2 separate regions of the Sus scrofa genome follow, and region 1 is linked to region 2. Evidence: chromatin contacts called from public promoter capture Hi-C data. All regions are on one chromosome and are shown on one strand. The core of a region is the stretch at or near the end of the contact, and the rest is flanking DNA. Distances in the headings are between cores, read along the strand shown.

Region 1 (3,294 bases), core at 509-3,008, 100 kb after region 2:
CCACAACCTCATGGCTACTAGTTGGATTCATTTCCACTGAGCCACTGTGGGAACTCCCTCATCTCAGGTTTCTATGTGAACAGAAATTCTCGTTTCTTGGGGATAAATGCCCAGGAGGACAAGTGGGTCACAGGGTAGTTGCATGCTTGGATATTTTTTTTTAAACTGCCAAACTCTATTTTAGAATGACAGTTTTACATTCCCATCAGCAATTTATGAGTGATCCAGTTCCTCTGCATCCTTGCCTGCATTTGCTGTTGTTACTTTAAAAAAAAAAAAAAATTATTTTTTTGGCTGTGCCCACAGATGCAGAAGTCCTGAGGCCAAGAATTGAACCCATGCCACAGCAGTGACAATGCCAGATCCTTAACTCACTGAGCCACCAGGGAATTCCTCTTGTCACTATATTTTAGCCAGTTTAGTAGTGAATATTTCATTGTGACTTTAATTTGTGCTTCCTAGTGATGGTGAACATATTTTAATGTGCTGATTTGTCATCTAATGTCTTCGTTACTGAAATATATATTTGTGTCCTTTGCCCATTTTCTAAATATTGTCTTTTTTTTTAACTGATGTGTTTTTGAGGGTTCTTTATATAATATTCTAGATACTTCACCTTTGTTGGATATGTGGTTTGCAATTATTTCTCCCTGTCAGCCTCTCCACATGATCTGTATCCAGAGCCTGAGCCCTGCATGTCCACAGACTACAGCATAAGTGATTAACACAGGAAAACCAAACTCACAAAACAATGATGCATAAATCAAAACATCAATTTATTACTGTTAGAAAAATAGGTCTGACAACATCAAGATTAGCAAGCATGTGGAAAAATGGAAATTCATGCACTGTTGGTAAGAGGGCAAATTAGCACATCAGTTCTAAAGAGCAATTTAACAATGTCCAGTAAAAGTTCATATATTCTATCAGAAGAAATTTGATTTGGAAGTTCCTGTTGTGGCTCAGCAGTAACGAGCCCAACTGGTATCCATGAGGATGCAGGTTCGATCCCTGGCCCCATTCAGTGGGTTAAAGGATCTGGCATTGCGTGAGCTGTGGTGTAGGCCAGCAGCTCCATTTCAACCCCTAGTCCGGGAACTTCCATATGCTACACATGCATCCCTAAAAATCAGGAAAAGAAAATTTTTTTTGATTTGGAGAGAATTCTAGGACACATGAACCAAGACATGCATTGTTTGTAACAGTGAAAACTAGAAATAAACTAACCATCAAGGGGGGAATGGAGTGACATGACTATACGGTAGAATAGTATACAGCACTGAAAAAGTGAATGACATATTAGTGAATCTCATTGTGGAGCCATAAAGCAAGTTACAAAACAATACAGTGTGACAGCAGTTATATAAAATTTAAAACATGTAGGAGTTCCTGTTGTGGCTCAGCAGTGACAAATCTAACTAGTATCCATAAGGACGAGGGTTTGATCCCTGACCTCACTCAGTGGGTTAAGGATCCACTGTTGCTATGAGCTGCGGTGTAGGTGGAAGACAAGGCTCAGATCTGGTGGTACTGTGACTGTGGTATCAGCCAGCAGCTGTAGCGCCAATTTGACCCCTAGCCTGGGAAGCTCCATATGCCGAAGGAAAAGTGCCCTCCCCACCTCCCCTAAAAAAAAGCAAAATGATATTCTCTATTCTTCAGGGCTACATACCCATGTTAACGTTATTTAAAAAATTTTTTTTCAATAGAGTAAAAATTTGCTCTTTTCCTCCCTGGCTACCTGATATCCAGCAGCCATGGCAAATGGCCCATTAATTATCTGGACCAGAGTGTTCATCGCAGTGGTTTGCTTCAACGGATACAAATGGTCATGGGATGCCCTTTATCCTAGAAAGGCAACAGTACCTATAATATTTACAGACAATAAGCAAAGTACTCAAGACCCCACATTTGTCAGCTTTGGCTTCAAATTCAGAACCCATTTGGGTGGTGACAAGACAACAGGGTTTTTCATAATCTATAATCATGTAAACCACACCGAGAAAAAGCTGCACACCAAACTTGCAAGATATGACCCGTATGAGAAGAAAAAGACCTTACGAGAACACTGACAAGAACACAACCAAAGAATAATGTTAAGAGGAACTCAAGGGCAAATATCGGTGCTGACAAAAATTAAAGATGGTTAACCGCCTCATCTGGGGCACTTTGGCAGATTTCCCACCAGAGATGCTGTTCGTAAACTACATATTTAAACAAAACTGGATCGCCAATACAAACATGGCTTTTCTATACTTTTCATTTTATATTATTAAAAATTATACCCCGAGACCTTGTAATACACGTTTGTGGATAAACAGTCACACTACCCAGAAGGCACCTGTAAACCAGATTTGAAGCAGGCATGATGGATAAAGAACTGGATTCAGAAGAAATGGGGATAATCTAATAGCCAGTGGTCAGGAGCTAAGAGAGACATGTGCCAATCTGATCAGTGCTGCATGTTGCAGGGTCTCCATGATCCCTGCCTCAACAGTACTAGAGGTGAAAACACATCCCTCCCTGGATGCCATACCCCTTCTGGCCATTACCAGCCTAATGGTATTCATATGAGGCCCTGGATTGGCTTTGGGCATTTCCAGGCCTACAGTCACAAAATTCCTCCACTCGGCCCTGAACTCTAGGGATACACTTTCAATGGAGGAAGCCAAGGTTTCAGGTATACCAAGTAGCAGGTGCTTGCCATATTCAAATCAATTCGCATTTAGCAATGGGCTTCAAAGGAAATAACTAGGGGTAGGAGCTGCGCAGTATCTTAGTTTTGTTGGCGCCATGTTATTAAGGGCTCAGTGCAAATGTCATCCACATTTATTTAGGCATTCTTTGACCAACCAATTTAAAAAGCCAGTCGCCCTGTCGTGTTTTCTTCATACCTCTATTTGAATTTGCCTTGTCTGTTTACTTTTGTTTTCTCTTTGTCACCTACACTGAACATAAGCTCCAGGAAAGCTGTGGACCTGCAGCCATGTCACCGGCTCTTGGAAGAAACAGCACAAGCCCTATTGCTCTTCAATAGGAATTTGTTGGTTGGTGGTCGGCTGGATGGTTGGCGGGGTGGGAAGAGGTCGCTGCACTAGCAGCTGCTCGAGTCACTCTAGATATATCCGAATCAGCCTGAACAAAGGAATATGGACACTTTCCCAAACGCCTCCGTGCTGAAAACCCGAGCAGAGGAAACAGGCACCATGAGCGAGCCAGGACAGCCTCTCCAAAACGGCGCAGACCGGAAGCGGCAGGAGGCGTTTCCGGAAGTGAGGATTGGAGCCGGCGGAA
Region 2 (3,605 bases), core at 944-3,443:
ATTCACACATTCCAGGGATTAGGATGTGGATGAATGTCTTTTGGAGATGGTATTTTTCTTCCTACCATAGGCCTCATTGCTCAATTTCAAGAGTCAAGATAATGTCAGCCCATCTTTCTAAGCCCTTAGGACCTAACTAAGAAGTTGTGTGTGCCACTGAACCGTATTTTAAGTCAGCCCACCCCAAAGACACTCTTTAAATTTGGTGAAAACTTGTCCAGCTCTTTTCAAGTGCTGTAATGAACAAAGTGTAAATAAGAAAGAGGAATAAGAACAAGAAGAAATAACATTTTTTAGAAGTCACTCATAAAATGGCCCTTAAACCGTGGGAAGGTGTTTATTTCATGACTAAAATGATCCATTTTGAAAGGACTTGGGAAATCCGTGACCTTCTATTGACAGCTCTAGGAATAAGAGTCTGACTTACTCTCCAGCTTAACTGGAAGGAAGGAGCAGCAATTCAGACCTAGAACCAAGAAATGCTGACCTAAATTTCCTTAGTTTAAAATCAAAAGACACCAGGAATAGGCAGAACATTTGCTTCTAAAAGGGCATAGCAACACTATTTTGCACCTTGAGAAAGGAGGGGTTCCTGCTGTACGCACACACAGACACAGGTGCACTGGAAGATGCGGTGTGGGCAAGTTGGGTTTGCAGTCCCAACTCCACTTGAAACTGAATAATTTTTAACAAGTTAACTTTTCTGGGTCTCAGTTGTCATAAAAAGCAACTTCCAGGCAATGTACTCGATAACACCAACGTATGTCCTGAAGCTATAACCTTCCCTATGTTTTTGTTGTTGTTGTTGTTGTTTTGGTGCTTACCTGTCTGGCATTCCTTGTGGAAGTATTATACCTGAAAAGGCAATAAGAAAAATTCCATTCTCGCCCACTCCCATTTTGTTTTCTCTGTCCAATGTCATCTTCAATTGGAATGGATTCTTCTGAAGGGGGCACGTGAGGGGCAGAAGTAACCATAGACCAGTAGAGTAACTTCATTAATTCCGAGGCTGCTGTCAGTAACCACCAGTTGAGCAAAACAGTTTTTCTAAGGAGTAGTACTGAATAAGAGAAATCCTCTCCACTTCTCAGAACTAAAGCTAAGTGTCTGCCATCACCTTCTAGAAAAGTCGTGGCTTCATTTTTAATGAATGACAGCTACTTTAGTATCCCGAAACCAGAGTGGGTTCTAGCTTCTCTAAAGTGAAATGTGAAGCCATGTGACAGGGCCCAGAGGGGGAAATGATCTTGTGCAATATACTAAATTTAAATTCTGCTTTTGCTGTTGGTAAAGCAAGAAGGGGAAGACATAAAGAAAAAGCAAAGGCAAGTGGAAACAGTTTCCCAGGGGGCTGAGTTCTTCGGGTTTTTCAATTCCTTTTTGCCCTGTTGGTTTTGATCATTTTTAGATTTATTAAGTGGAAACGGAATAAGAAGTCCGTAGAAAAAAACGATATAAGCCACGATGCATGATTTGTTGAAAAATGAAGATAGGAGGAAAGGGGAAGATTCTTTAGTTATGAAATTACACTGTTAGCAAAATATTCGCTATTCAGTGACAACCATAGCTGCCTTGGCCTCAGTCCAGCCAGCCATGTTTGAGTATTGAGATCCTAGCTAGCGATTTCCTATTCTCTCCACTGTACATACAGTTGAGGACTCTTTTTTATAGTACTCTTGAGAGCTCCAGAACACAGCAAATGAAAAGGCAACGAGCAAGGTTGTTCCAAAACGGAATTAGTTTTTCTTCCTGCTTCCTACCGAGACGCTCAGAATAAGAACCCGGCGCTGTTCGCAGGGAGACACCATGGACAGCTCTTCAGGCTTTGCCCTCTTAGCCTGCTGCGCTGACTGTCCCGAGGCCTCCCCCGAGTCTACGCCGATGGGGGCCGCAGGGGGTGGTCGGGACACCCATCTTGGGCACGTATCAATATCCAGCTCCCAAAGCTTTTCCCCAGAGTCCCTCCTTGGAGCCTACAGGGAGGGCTGGTAAGCTCTGAAAAGCCCACGCAAGGGGGTCAAGAAGGACGCATCTTCCCTCTCCCCGTCGCATCACCAGCGGTGGGACCTGCAGCCGCAGCCTGGGGTACACGCCGCCCGCGGCGAAGGTTGGTGCCCTTGGAGGCGGTGGCCACCCACCACTACCTGGCCCGCCGGGCGGCCCCCGAGTGGGCGTGGCCCCCGGACGCCCCCGCCCCTTTCCTGCGAGGGGCGGGCCTTCCGCCCCGGGCCCCGGCGCAATGCGGAAGAGATGGACCTGCTGGAACGGAAGTGACGCTTCCGGCGACTGTGGCTGCGGCTGCGGAAGACGGAGGAGGAGGAGCCGGAGGAAGAGGTGAGCCGGCTGGCGGAGGGCGGGGAGCGGCTGCGGCCGGACCCACCGGCTGCGGGGCTCGCGGGCCGGCGCTTCCTGGAGCAATCTCCGCCTCCGCAGCCTGGGCGGGAGCGGTGAGAGGCGACCGCCGGCTGCCGGGTATGGGAGGGCTGGCAGGGTGGTTGGGAGCCCACTGGTTGTGAGGGCGCCGCGTCGGGCGGGGGGCTGAGGTGACAGCGGCTGTCAGCCTGCCCGCAGGAAAGGCACCGATTAGTATGGGCGCCGGGTCATCTTTTCTGGCGTATAATGGAGGGAACGGACTGCTCGTCGTTTCCGTCCCCCTGGGAAGGAGCCGCTTTCCTGACGGTCGATTGCCCGGGACCCCCGAGGAGCCCCGGTCGGGTCCGTGTCCCGAGTCGTGACTCTTCCCGGGTGGCCATTCATATTTACCGGCTGCCGCCTGCGGACCGGTCAGCCCGCGGTGCCCTGGGGCTGGGCGGGAGGCGGCGGTAACCTGTGTCGCTTTCCTTGCCCTTCACCGCCGCCCCCGGGAGAGCTTGTTCAGTCGGGTAATCCTTTCCCATTTCTCGCCCCCTAAGGAGCTTTGAATCCGCCTTGGTAACCTTCCCACCTACGTCTCGTTTTCCCCCTTTCGGCCTGAAGTTTCCGAACCGTTTCCCTTTTAACGTAGTGACAAATCCTGAAGCAGGAAGCTGATAAACAATTCCGAGCGAAATACGCTCAATTTTTTTCCTTTTGGTAAACATAAACTAAAGGGGAAACTCCTCTTAACCAAGCCGTTCATGGGCTTGGAGTGATAAAACCCCGACTTGCCTTGCGCTGAGAATTGGTGCCGTTTCGTCTTGCTTTTCTGTAAAATTAAGTGACGACTTATCTTTTGGAATAAACCATTCTCTCCCCGAGCTCCCTTTTTTTTCCACCCCACCCCCCATCAAAACCTGGCAGGGAGGGACTTCTGGATGCCTTGCAGTCCTTGCTGCAGAAAGAAACATTAGCTTCATTTGCTTTGCTTTTGCTTGGTTTTCACAGGGCTGCCTCTGAAGAAAGGAGAATGGCGTTCAGCAAAGGATTTCGGATCTATCACAAATTGGATCCCCCACCTTTCAGCCTCATAGTGGAAACTAGGCATAAGGAAGAATGTCTCATGTTCGAGTCTGGGGCTGTAGCCGTGCTCTGTAAGTCATCTCGTACAGCCCAGCTGATGATGGTCTGTTTTGATTTGAAATAATTCAGATTCAACCCATTTTTTTAAGGAAGACTCTGATAACCTT

The links. Promoter capture Hi-C pulls out the DNA fragments that hold promoters and counts their contacts.
Region 1: a contact with region 2 is called in a promoter capture Hi-C map of fetal liver, with 2.9 times the contacts expected there. The contact joins the promoter of LOC102160250 here to the promoter of SYNJ1 in region 2. A contact is called at or near these places in 2 of 5 promoter capture datasets (fetal liver and liver), 5 of 47 Hi-C or Micro-C datasets (alveolar macrophages, embryonic fibroblasts, liver and 1 more) and 2 of 2 datasets of contacts at active chromatin or transcription factors (alveolar macrophages and skeletal muscle).

Annotation. Positions count from the first base shown.
Region 1 is chr13:196,225,389-196,228,682 of Sscrofa11.1, reverse strand. LOC102160250 (40S ribosomal protein S24-like) reads left to right here and starts at 1,758. Exons shown (of 1, transcript XM_005670326.1): 1 at 1,758-2,072. The coding sequence starts at 1,758. The coding sequence ends at 2,072. C13H21orf59 (UPF0769 protein C21orf59 homolog) reads left to right here and starts at 3,288. Exons shown (of 7, transcript XM_003132752.4): 1 at 3,288-3,294.
Region 2 is chr13:196,329,100-196,332,704 of Sscrofa11.1, reverse strand. SYNJ1 (synaptojanin-1) reads left to right here and starts at 2,193. Exons shown (of 32, transcript XM_013982569.2): 1 at 2,193-2,334; 2 at 3,364-3,509. The coding sequence starts at 2,240.